Regions from separate parts of the Capsicum annuum genome. Here region 1 is linked to region 2. A link is a contact called in public Hi-C data. All regions are on one chromosome and are shown on one strand. Each heading gives the region's core, a stretch centred on a gene start, on an enhancer-like site or on the middle of the called end of the contact. The rest is flanking DNA. Distances are from core to core; before and after follow the strand shown. Region 1 holds the start of LOC107842948 (cytochrome P450 71AU50). Region 2 holds the start of LOC107842946 (cytochrome c-type biogenesis protein CcmE homolog, mitochondrial).

Region 1 (6,291 bases), core at 2,893-5,392, 150 kb before region 2:
TATCCCTCTATAGATGCTAGCTAAGACCGGAACCGCAAGGCCAACTCTTCTTCCACTTGCTAAGTGACAAGCAACTCTAAAAACTCCTGGACGAATAACATTTCCTTCTATCGTAGGAAACACAAATGCACACAACCAACAGGATAAAAAGAAAGCTAAGTATGTATCATCCTTCTTGTGACTCTAAACTCCTAGCTTATGAAATAAGCCTTCTTCTTCGGATAACCAATTAACTGCCTTATCGAGCTTTCTAGTTGGATTATGAGATAATTTCAAACGAATGGATTTCTTTTCTTTTCTTGGCGGAGGTGGCCTATATTTAAAAGCTTTCTTACACCAAAATTGTATCCATTTGCTCATAGGAACACTTGGATTATCAACATTCCCTTCACATAGCTGATGGAAGGCATCAAGTAAATGTGCACAAGTTTCAGGAAGAAACCTTTTCCCCTTATTATAAATGCCTGTAAGTTCTGTAACATCTGGCACAACTTCCTCATAAAGACTTCCTGTTATTGGAAAACCTCCAATGGTGTGTAAATCCCAAAGGGACATGGATATTTCTCCAACTAAGGTAAGCAACATATTTGTAATAGGACACCAAGCTTCACAGAAGGCCTGTAAGATATTTGTATTATGGTCATAAGTAAAAAGTGAACCATCTACAGCATAGTAAATCTTTGCATCCTTTAAAGTTTGGTAGCTCCTATTAAGAACATCTTCAGTCCATTCCCAATAGCCAGGAATGTAGTGGAACTCGCCACTAAGCTGAAAAGTTTCACCCCGCCTATTTTCTCCATTTATAATTCGTCTTCCCAAGCATGACAACGTACTAGCAATATTCTTGGTATGATGATTGAAAAAGCAAAGCATCCATGTCTTGGGTGGACGACTGTGGAATTCAAGAGTCCATTGGTCTAAACCAGATAGATTTTCCAAAAGCGGTCACGGAGCAACATATTATCCGGCCAATGGCATACCAAAGAATAACTTTGTCTTCACCTCACTATCCTTGTGATCGAATATTATAAGATATCGCGTCTCGAATGAAGAAGATTTTGAATCTATAAAGTAAATCATGATTCAAACTACAATAAAAAAAAAAAAAAAGAGTATTTAATTAGCAATTACTCGATAGTTCAATAATTATGAACTTTAAATTCAAATATGATCAACTTCAGTTAAATATTGATCATATAAAGTTATTGAACAATGTGATGCTTTCAGTCCAGATAGTGTAAAATGGTTGCCTTAAATAATGTAAGGTCTTTGGTGTAAGAGTCTTAGTCGCGGACCATGTAAAGTCTCTGTCTTAGACACTGTGAAGTCTTTGGCTCGAATAAGAAAATATTTTGGCTCGAAATATGTAAAATCTTTGCATCGGACAACATAAAGTCTTTGGCTCAGACGGTATAAAAGTCTTAGTTGCAGACTATGTAAAGTTTTTGTCATAGACGGTGAACAGTCTTTGGCTCAAATAAGTTAACACTTACGACGCTCTCAGACGGTGTAAAAGTCTTAGTTGCATACTATGTAAGGTCTCTTTGCCTTCGATGGTGTACAGTCTTTGGCTCAAATAAGGTGACACTTATGCCGTCCTATGCTCAAATATTCTATATTTTTTAAAAAAAGCATCAAAATTATGGTGTTAAAGCCAAAAAAAAAAAAAAAGCTACCGAAGTAACTAAAGTAGTATTTTTTTTAATTGCTTTTCTTTTAAAAAAAATATTATTGAAAAGTAAAAAAAAAAAAAAAATTGAAAAATGAAAAGGCTACAGAAGCAATATTGTTTTTGGGTTCTTTTCCTTTAAAAGTGGAAAAAGAAATCATTAAAAAAAATTATTGAAAGTCAACAATAGTGGCTAGGCCATGTTTTTTTTTTTTTTGGACGACACACATACAAACAAAAAAAGTGGGGGGCTCAAACGTTTTCAATTAAAAAAAAAAAGGAGGAAGACTTGTTAAAAAGGGAGGATGTATATTACTCTTTTTCGGCAAAGATCGATAACGTCCTTGCTGACTGATTATCAGAAGTTTCTCCGTGTAATTGTTGAGCAGTTTCAAAGAGGCTAGCTGTTATTTATAGTTTAAAAAAAAAAGAGTTTCAATAAATAATAATATCTTAATCCAACACAAATATAATAATGATAAGTCAAATATTTTTGAGATAAGGACAACAATATTTTCTTTTCAATCAAAAAATCTTTTAAAGCTTATCAAGAGCTTAAAAGATAATGACCCAAAAATGTGGATCCCATTTTACAAACAGTAAACTATTATATTCATTACTAGGGAAATTTTTGCTCGTGAAAGTTTTCAACATGAATATTTATTTACTCCCTCCGTATTATTTTATATTATATACTTTGATCGCATACATAGTTCAAAAAAATATTCTTGTGGAATATTATGACTACTTGAAACCAAAGAAACAAGTATTTATTATGTACAAGATAACCAAAAAAAAAAAATTGTTGTCTTAATTGTACTTCAAGTCTAGTTCATCGATTTTTTTTTTATTTTAAAAAAAAAAAAAATTTAACAAGTCCTGAAATAGGGGCATTTGTAAGTATTGAAATTTTATTTAAATTCATATATTTATTTGGACTATATTAAATTCAAGAAAATAGTCCAAATAATATGACTAATATGATTGGATTAATCATCTAATCTCAAATACATAGGGTTAATTTAATATGATGTGGCAATCCATGTTAAATGAAATAAGCCACTGACGGTATGACATATGTCAATATTATGTGGCAATTCAAGATAAATGAAATGAGCCGCTAAAAACATGACATATTTCATTATTATGTGACAATCCATAATGTTAAATGAAATGAGCCACTCACAGCATGACATATGTCAATATTATATGGCAATCCAAGATAAATGAAATGAGCCACTAAAAATATGGCATACGTCGATATTATGTGGCAATCCAAGTTAAATGAAATGAGCCACTAAAATTCTGTCACGTGTGCACGTGACATGTTTTAGCCAATCAAATTAGAGCTTTTCATCAAAAAATGTGATTGGTAAATTTTAAACCAACCAATCAATTCACACAATTACCTTGCCCCTCCAACTATAAATAGGAGTCCTCCTAACTCACAAAAAGAGGATTTTTGAGAAACAAAAAGCAAGAAGAGAGCTCGTGGATCAAAAACTATAATTTCTCTGCAAGTTATAAATTTAAAATAATCAAGCTCAAGATCAAGTTCAAGATCAAGAGAGAAGGAAATTTTGTTCAAGATCAAGTTACTTGTTCATATTCATCAATCGTGGCAACCATCCAAGTGTTTATGACGAATTAACATTCAAATTCAAGTCCAAAGACGAAGATTCAAGATCAAGCTACTCAAGCCCTTGCATTCAAATCAAGTTCAAGTCCAAGTTCATATTACTTTGTAGAATCAGAGGATTATCATAGAGATTGTAACACTTACTACATTTGAAATAAAATATTACTTTTTTTTCTGCAATTTTTCTGTCTCGATTATTATTTTCTTGACTTAAAAAAATTTATCGTCTACACTTGTCTCTTTCCATAAAAATCAATAATACAAACCATTTCCACCATCCGAAAAGCCACGCAAACCTTTTCTTTATTTGGAAGTCCCTTTCCAATATAAATTAGTTATAAAAATTTGTCAAAAACCAGTTCACACTTGAAAACTAATTTAAATTGATACAGTTGAAGGTTGGTTTAGGTGTTTAAAATGAACAATATCCACTTTAGGTGACAAAGTGAAAGTTTGTATCAAGTTTAGGGATTTGCCGATGTGTTTGGCCTTTACTCTGCCTACAATAATGCGTAGATTCCTGTAGATGGCATACATGTAATAGTAAAAATGTGAACCAGACATTGTATCAGCAATGTGGGAAAAAAGAAAAAAAAAAATCAACCAAACATATGTATATAAATTATGTTAAATTTAATGCATAGATAACTCCTCTCTACCCACTAACCGGTAACGAACCCATTAATATCTTGTACAATGTCACATGGTTCTTGTCAATGGCTTTAGGAATTGCAGCCATATAATGACCAGAAAATTACTTTGAATAAATGAATGAAGCTAGTAGGTCCAGACATTAGCATAAATGTATGGTCCTATAGACATTATAAAGAAGGAAGCAGACTTGCCTTGACTTCTAGGCCAAGCAATTTGACATTTGGTAATTAATTCTACGATAAGAGTATTAAGTGCTTGCCCAGAAATTTGACATTTGGTAATTAATCATACGACAGGAGTACTAAGTGTATGGTTTAAAATACAGGGCTTGGCAGATTTTTTCGTCATAAGAGTGTATATATAGTTGATTAAATTAAGATAGGATTTTTCTCTTTGAACTCAATGTCTTTGATATGGGCAACTCTAGTGGTTGCTCTATTTGTATATGCCTTGTGTGAGTTGTTAAACATTCAGAAGAGGAAAAGGTTTCCTCCAGGTCCAACAGGACTTCCCATTTTAGGACATCTTCATTTGTTAGGCAAAAATCCACACCAAGATTTACAAAGACTAGCCAAGAAACATGGTCCTATTATGTATTTGCGATTAGGACTAGTACCTACGACCATTGCCTCGTCCGCTGATGCAGCTGAGAAGTTTCTCAAGACATATGATCACATCTTTGCTAGTAGGCCTCATCATGAGGCATCTCAATATTTGGCTTATGGCCAAAAAAATATGATATTTGCAAAGTATGGTGTGTATTGGCGTAACATGCGGAAATTGTGCACAGTGCACCTTCTGAGCAATCACAAGATCCATTCGTTTCAATCCATGAGAAAGCAGGAAGTTGAACTTCTGATTGAATCTCTAAAAGAGGAAGCTCGTGATCATGTAGCTCTTGATCTTAGTGCAAAGATTACATCCTTGAATGCAAACGTGACTTGCTTAATGGTGTTTGGAAAGAAGTACATGGATGAGGACTTGGACAAGAGGGGATTCAAAGCTGTTGTTCAAGAGGTTGTGCGTTTATCAGCCGCACCAAATCTTGGAGATTTTTTCCCCCTCCTTGGTGTTATTGATCTCCAGGGTCTCACTCGCAAGCTCAAGGATCTTTCAAAGGTGTTTGATGAGTTTCTTGAGAAGATTATTGATGAACATGTCGAGGATCATGACCGGAAGCAAACCAAGGACTTTGTGGACACCATGATGGACGTAATGAAATCCGGAGAAGCAGAATTTCAGTTTGACCGTTGTAATATAAAAGCTATACTCTTGGTATGTACTTGTACCCCTACTTTGTCATATGTATCACATGCCTTGAGAATGAAACAGTTTGTGCTAATTAATTCCCCAGTTTCCTCCTTTTCTATACAGGACATGCTTTTTGCTGCAATGGACACTACTGCATCATCAGTGGAATGGATACTCACAGAACTTCTTAGGCACCCTGAAGTGATGAAGAAGCTACGAAAGGAGTTGCAAGAAGTTGTAGGACTTGAAAGAAGGGTAGAAGAATCCGACCTGGAGAATTTAAACTACTTAGACATGGTTGTAAAAGAGGGCATGAGGATGCATCCTGTAGCGCCGCTATTTTATCATGAGTCCATGGAAGATTGTGTTGTCTCTGATCTCCACATACCAAAGGGATCCCGAATCCTGGTAAACTGTTACGCTGTTCAGAGGGATCCAAATGTTTGGCCTGAGCCTGACAAGTTCTTGCCAGATAGATTTCTTGAAAGCAGTATAGATTTTCGTGGACACGACTTCCAACTTATACCATTTGGCTCTGGGAGAAGAAGCTGCCCTGGAATGCAGTTGGGAATTACTGTCGTCCGCCTTGTGGTGGCACAATTGGTGCATTGCTTTGAGTGGGAGCTTCCAAATGGTATGCAGCCTAGTGATTTGGACATTGATGAGCACTTTGGGATAGTAACATCCAGACAAAACCCTTTAATGGCTATTCCTACTTATAGGCTAAACAAATGATGTAGATGTAAGTTTCTACATTATGGTTTTGTGATTGTTGTGTGCTTCCCTTCCCTTGCTATTTTACAAATGCTGCCAGTCAAGAGTCTCTTTGCATATATACAATTTAACCTCTTTTTTCTTGTTTAATTTACTTTTTGAATGTGCTTTAACAAGTAAAGAGATAAAAGATCCAAACTAAAGAACCGGTATTGTTACAACCCAAATCTTTTTGAAGTCGTGATGGCACCTAACTGTTCCCTCATCAAGTGAATCATAACCGAAGAAGCTACTGTCTAACAGAAAAAACAAGATAAATAAAAGTGAAGAACAGTGAGACGATTAGATATGTTGTCTTGTAGTA
Region 2 (6,953 bases), core at 2,828-5,327:
AGGTAATTTCTCATATGTATGTTCTTCACTGCAAGTATTTTATATGGATGGATCCATATGTTCTCCCTACTATGTTTTTGTTATTTTCTGTTATGTCAACACGGTCTTTTATGTTGAAATGGAAACATAGAACAATCTTTCAACAGCTCAACATAGATGTTAAAAGCTGCACGATCATCTTCTTAGAGAAAGAGGAAATCCATGTCGCTCTTGTAACACAATCTTCTTTGTCTCATCCCCGTAAATGACTGTTCGAACTATTGGAGAAAGACCTAAATGAAGGCTGCACACATCTCACATAATTAGTGTTTCTTGCAATCAGAAGTTGATGGTAACAGTCTTACTTTTGTGCTGATATGACAAATCTTCAACACTAAGTCTTGTAATATTTTACCCCCTACATTTACAATAGGCGGAGCTGATGATTCGATTGAATTTTCTCAGTTTGGCATCTGGTTTGATTTTTGAATACTAATAAATTAAAGGGAGGTGAACACTTGAACGCAATAAACTATGTCTATGTGCCTCAAATTTACCACACGAAGTTTCTCCTCAGGAAAGTTTTGCTTGAGCATGTACTTTGTACCATGCGTAAAGAATTTATATACCATTATCTTTTAAGGTAACGAAAATCCTCAAAGATGGTTCAAGTCTTCGACTAACTGTCTGAATAATTTTGTTCAGATCGTTCAAGCACTCGTAAAGGACAAAAGAATGAAGTGGGATGCCATCAATAAATCTGGTGAGACTGCTCTTGACACTGCTGAGAAAGCACGCAATTCAGAGATAGCTGCGATTCTAAAGGAGCATGGCATCCAGACAGCAAAGAATATGAAGCTAGCATCGCCTACACGTTCAGCCAAAGAACTGAAACAAACTGTTAGTGACATAAAACACGATGTTCACAATCAGCTCGAGCACACTTTCCAAACACAAAAAAGAGTGAAGAACATAGCGAAGCGTCTGAACAAAATGCACTGGGAAGGGCTCAACAACGCAATAAACTCTACCACGGTCGTTGCAGTTCTTATTGCTACAGTTGCTTTTGCTGCCATATTTAATCTACCAGGCCAATATACCGATAACCCTAAGGATGTTCCTCCAGGATACTCAATAGGAGAAGGAAAGATAGCTCCTCAGCCCCCTTTTGCAATTTTCTTCATATTCGACTCTCTTGCACTCTTCATATCATTAGCTGTCGTAGTGGTTCAAACATCAATCGTGGTTGTTGAAAGACGAGCCAAAAAGCAAATGATGGCGATTATCAACAAGCTAATGTGGTTGGCTTGTGTATTCGTCTCAGTAGCATTTCTTGCACTGTCTTATATCGTTGTAGGTAAAGAGGAAAGATGGATGGCTAGTGCAGTAACTTTTATGGGAACTTTTATCATGGCCGCGACACTAGGGACACTGTGTTATTGGGTAGTTATGCATCGGATTGAGTCTTCGAATTTGAGAAGTCAACGCAGATCAGCTAGGAGTAGCAAGTCGCTGTCACGGACCGTATCTGTCATGTCAGAATCAGAGATCCCTGAAGATGAGTACAAGAAACTATATGCTATATAGTTCTTCCAGGCCTCGTATCTAGTTGTTAGCCAATGTATATTCTTGTGTTATACAAGTTTTTGATCCTCACACTTCAAGATTCAATGCAATAGCTCTAGTTTTTTTGTAGTATATATGAGCAAGATAATTGAAGTGTAGGATTTTAGAATTATGAGCATTTTACTGTACTGTTCCAAGTGAAATACAGTGTAGTGAGCAAGAGTAGTCAAGTGTAAAATTTTATGCTCTTCTAGAATCTTGAGCATAAGTTCACGAGGTAGGGGTAAGACTGCGTACGTACCTTCCATCCCAGACCTTACTTGTGAGATTACGCTGGGTTAGTTGTTGTAATAGAATTTTGAGCATCTTTCTGCTGTGTACAGATAGTTGGTTTTCAACTTTGTAACACTGTTATATGCTTCAGTGTCCTCATGTTCATTCATTCACTTGACTCCGTTCCAATTTACATGACATAGTTTGAGTCGGCAGGAATTTAAGAAACTAATATTTTTGAAACTTATTGTATAAAATATGTCATAATATTTGTGTGACTACAAGACTTTTGAAACATGTGCCGTGAACATGTCATAACATACGTGCGGTTATAAAGTTAATTGTTTTCGAATTTAGAAGGTTGTTATTCTTTCTAAAACAAATTAAAAAAGAAAACGTGTCACATGAACTGAAATGGAGCGACTAAAATGGTTCTTAGAATCACAAGCATTTTACTACTGGTCCGAGTGAACAGGGTAGGTATAAATCATCGAAAATCGAACAGAAAATTTCAGTAATTTGATTTTTAATATATTATTCAGGAGTAAAATTTCAGAAATACGATAATTGGTTTAGGTAGTCGGTACGAAACTTCGTTGGGTATTTGATACTACCAAATACCGAATTATTTTATTAATAAATGTCATCTGACTTTGTATAAGAAAAAAATGTGTCGTGACAGATAGTTAGACTAATACATATCTACAGTTTCAAAAAACTACGAAACATAGCTACATTTCAAGTTTTGTTCTCTCTCCGTCTCATTTTATGTGCCATAATTTTAGAGGCGTACATAGATCGAGTTGGTTTGACTTTTTATTAAAATATAACCAAACCAATAATGTCGGTTTTCTAAATCTATAAATCAAATCAATATACAATAGGTTTTTTTATTTCGATTTTAGTCGGGTTTTTTCGATTTTTTCTGTTTTTCAGTTTTCTCGACTTTTTTATAATTATAATGTGATTGAAGAAAAAAATTAAATCTTTTCACTAAAAAGATTAAAAAAAAACAAAAAAAAAAAAAACAATGGTCATAGAGTAGTTCCAATAAAAATTAAGTTGGCAAATTACTAAGACGTCTAAACTATTATCTCTCAAAGTAATATTATATGGATACCTAAGTAGTTCAATTTCTAAGCCACTAGTCACAATAGCTTGTCTGAAAGTTCCTTCACATAAAATGTGAGCATACAAAAGAACGAAAAATTAGAGACAATTTATTAAAAACTTAACTTTATAAAGTAATTAATTATAACATAATTCCATTTAAAAAAAAAAAAGAGAAAGAAGAAAAACAAACCTAAATCACAACTTGACGGATGAGAAAAATAAGATGAAAGTAAGATGAGGAAATAATGAGAAATCTCTGAAAACTTGGAAAGTAAAATGTAAAAAGTGAAGCAATTAAAAAGTTTTAGGTGTTTATATTAATATTGAACTTTGTATTAATTTTTTATTAATGAAAAAATACTATAATTAAAGGTCCAAAACTATATATCTATTTTCTGAATATAAAAAAATAATAAAAGTAATTAGAAAGTAGATTATAAGTAGTATCTTTTTACGTATAAAAAATTAAAATTATATATGTATTAGTTCGGTTCGATTTGGGTTCGGTTTGATTTTATTTTTGCTAATACCAAACCAAACATAAAATGATCGTTTTCTTTTTTGTCAACACCAAACCAATCAAAACCAAATCATAAGTCGGTTTTTTTCTCGGTTTGGTTTGATTCATCGGTTCGATTTGACTTAACGGTTCGGTTTGTACACCCCTACATAATTTGATGGGGTATGAAGTTTAAGAAATAATAAAAGAATTGATAATTTTTACTAAATTGTCTTTTATAAAAAAAATGTATACTATTATTATTTTTAATTTAGTGGGGTCTTATAAGTGAGACCTTATTTAATTTAGTGGGTCTTATAAATGAGACCAATAAGGATAAAAATAAAATTGTGTCTTTAAATAATTATCAAATAAGAAAATATGATACTCTTTTTAGGATGGACAAAAAAAAATAACGATATATAAAATAGGACTGGAGAGCAGCATGTACACAATGCACACGTTTATACAATATATGGTGATACAACTTTTTCAAATATCCGTCCCCTAAATACAACTCCTTCGGTCGCACAACTATTACCCACCTAATACACCTCTTATGGCTGATGAAATAACTATAGACCCGTTTTGAATATACACTCTAAATCATAATTTATGAAATTTTCTCTTTTGTATAAATTAGTCCATTACCCATAATGTGGTATAGGCCCATCAGTACCAAGCCCATATAACAAAACTAAAGACTAAAGAAATCAAACACAAAAGTTAGGGCAAATTCCCCTGGAGCAAGAAAAACGTACAATTGAATAGCGATTCCCTTCGTCTACGGCACCATTAAGGTTAGTATACTGCCCTTCTCTTCTTTTCTTTTCTTTCTTGTTACTTTTCAATTTTAGAAAAAAAAAATAGGAGAGGCTATATTTTTTTGGTTACTTTTCAATTTTAGAAAAACATTTAGGAGTTTTTTTTTTTTTTTTTTAATTTTCAATTTTAGAAAAAAAATTTAAAAACTAAATCCATAGATTCCTGCCACTCCCACCAACAGGTAAAAAAAAAAAACAGGAGATACATATATTTTTTTGGGGTGGGAGGGTGGGTAGGTTGGGTGGGTGGAGGGGGGGTAAATGGAAAAAAATTCGTCAACCAAATGAGCATAATTACAGAGACTAGATGTCTTGGATTTAAGGAGTAGATCAAGCAATAGAACTGTAATAATAATTTAGCTATTCAAGGATTTCTATCAAGTATGGTTGTTACCCGTTTTATTATATTGTGTTGTAAGCTTAGATACAATGTTTGTTTTGATTGTTACTTAAATTATATTGTATTGTACGTTAAATCCATCGTTAGGTAATGATGAAAATTTTCATTATGTGTAACCGGTATCATACCGTTAAATCCATCACTAGGTAATGACGAAAATTTCCATTTTCTGCAACAACTGATTTGGTGTGATCACGTCGTTAGCTTTTTGATCCTCTCATTTTGTCTTTACTTATTATTTAATAATCCTATTTTATCCTTTACTAGTTTACCTTACCTTTTTATAATAGGTCTACCCCACACCCAACCTTTTTGTAGGTTTATTCTTCAAATTCTTGATGTGAGACATTATAATGACGGAAAATGATACAATCTGACCAGACATTGTACAACATAGTATAATATATTATGAAACAATGTGTGACAACCATCCAACCAGAGTGTTGAGAATATCCTGGTAGGGTACTCAAAAGTGATTCTCTAGGTGCATGTTTTTGTCCAGATATATATAGTTCCAACATAATTTCCTTCAAAATGCTGGTACTCTCCCCCCTTTTCTCTTGAAATCTACAAAGGTTTCTTTCCATCCAGAGGTAATCAACAGTAGAAAAATATTAGAAACCCAGAATGGTTTTCTTAGGTGATCTAATATGTGCACAAGTAATATGAATAATGCATATGGTTGAATTACTTGGTTTTATTAAATGGAATTATTTTATCCTTATTCTGAGTTCATGCTAGCATTCACTCGCTAACCCGTCTTCAGGCGTTGTATCCCCACGCGATGCAGGAACCGGCCGTTCTACTCCTCCTGCATAGTGATTGACTCCGGGATTGGCATTCGGACTGAAGTGGTGAGCTTCCATATTTTCGGAAGGCTCCATTTCATGTTATAGATATTTTCATACACTTTGGTTTATATATGGATATTGGTTTTGACTACGGTTGGGGGCATGTCCCAATCGGATATTTTTACTCTTTTTGGTTAGAGGTGTTGTGGTACTGCTATGGGTTGGTATGTGTGGGATCGGTATGGGTGTCAGCCTTAGTATTGGCATTGGTATTGGGGCTGACATCATTGGACTAAATTTCTCACCGTTCGATTCTATTTTATTTTGGGATTATATATATGTGTGTGTGTGTTTTGGAACTCATTTGGTTTGGTATTTGGTTGGTTTGGTTTGGTGGATGGGGTGACTTGGTCGGGTTGGTCTAGGAATAGACTTATCCCAAAGTCATTACCTGTCCTTACACGCTATCTTGTTATATGTTTGAAATTCAGCTCATCAAGGTATGCGTGAGGTGTTTGGGTTGGGTGATAGGGGTGGTCCCCGGTCCTGGTTGGACTTGGGATGCCCATTACGACAAGGCCATGGTTTGGGTCGTGTCAAGTTGGTATCAGAGCTTTAGATTCATAGTCAATTGGGAGTCCACAAAACCGTGTTGAGTAGAATCTCTTTTAGGGGTGTGTAGCACACCACATTCATAAGAGAGGCTACAAGGCATTTAGGAATGTTTCACTTTCGTGGTAATCTATTTTCAAGCTTGAAGTCTAAGTCCTGGAATCCTCTCTAATTCTTGTTTGTTCGTCTTTTAGATCATGCCTTGTAGATCTGGAACACAAGGAAATTCTTTCGTCCCATGTGGGGATGATGTTGATGGAGTACGCCATACATCTGGAGTTCATCTTCGTTCCAGGGGTCCTATTCTTGATTGTGCTGGAGTTCCTCCGATGTCATCTAGTCCTCCTCAGGGAAACATGATGAACGCGAAATTTCATCAATCTATCCATGTTATTACTCAGATGGTTGCTGCTCAAGTTGAGCTGGGTGCGTCTGGTGCTTTATCTGCTGAGGTCACAAGGGTTGTTCAATTTATGAAGATGGTTCTCCTACATTTACTGGTGTGAAAGTAGAGGAGGATCCACAGGGCTTATTAGAAGAAATGGAAAAGATATTTCGGGTGATGCAGGCTATCAGTGTGGAGGGGGTAAACTTAACATCTTATCAGCTCAAAGATGTTGCATACCAGTGGTATGAGGAGTGGTACAGGGATAGAGATGGGGTGGAAGAGTCAGCTTTGTGGGAGACATTTTCTAAGACCTTCTTGGATCGTTTCTTTCCTCAAGAGTTGAGGGAAGCAAAGATGGAAGAGTTTGTGAATCTCAAGCAGGGGAGAATATCTGTAAAGGAGTACGCCTTGAAATTTCATCAACTGTCAAGGTATGCTCCGGGGTTAGTGTCGGATATGTGGGCAAGAATGAGGAAGTTCGGTTTTGGGTTGTCCCGAGATTTAATTT

The links. Hi-C and Micro-C count contacts between places; a contact is called where the count stands out from the background.
Region 1: a contact with region 2 is called in a Hi-C map of placenta, with 2.1 times the contacts expected there. The contact joins the promoter of LOC107842948 here to the promoter of LOC107842946 in region 2. A contact is called at or near these places in 4 of 5 Hi-C or Micro-C datasets (bud, leaf and placenta).

What each region holds. Positions count from the first base shown.
Region 1 is chr9:13,865,953-13,872,243 of UCD10Xv1.1, reverse strand. LOC107842948 (cytochrome P450 71AU50) reads left to right here and starts at 4,142. Exons shown (of 2, transcript XM_016687025.2): 1 at 4,142-5,237; 2 at 5,337-6,077. The coding sequence starts at 4,365. The coding sequence ends at 5,948.
Region 2 is chr9:13,713,979-13,720,931 of UCD10Xv1.1, reverse strand. It overlaps LOC107842946 (cytochrome c-type biogenesis protein CcmE homolog, mitochondrial), which reads left to right and starts at 4,077. Exons shown (of 4, transcript XR_007044472.1): 1 at 4,077-4,230. It overlaps LOC107842947 (ankyrin repeat-containing protein At5g02620), which reads left to right. Exons shown (of 3, transcript XM_016687024.2): 2 at 1-2; 3 at 685-1,943. The coding sequence ends at 1,566.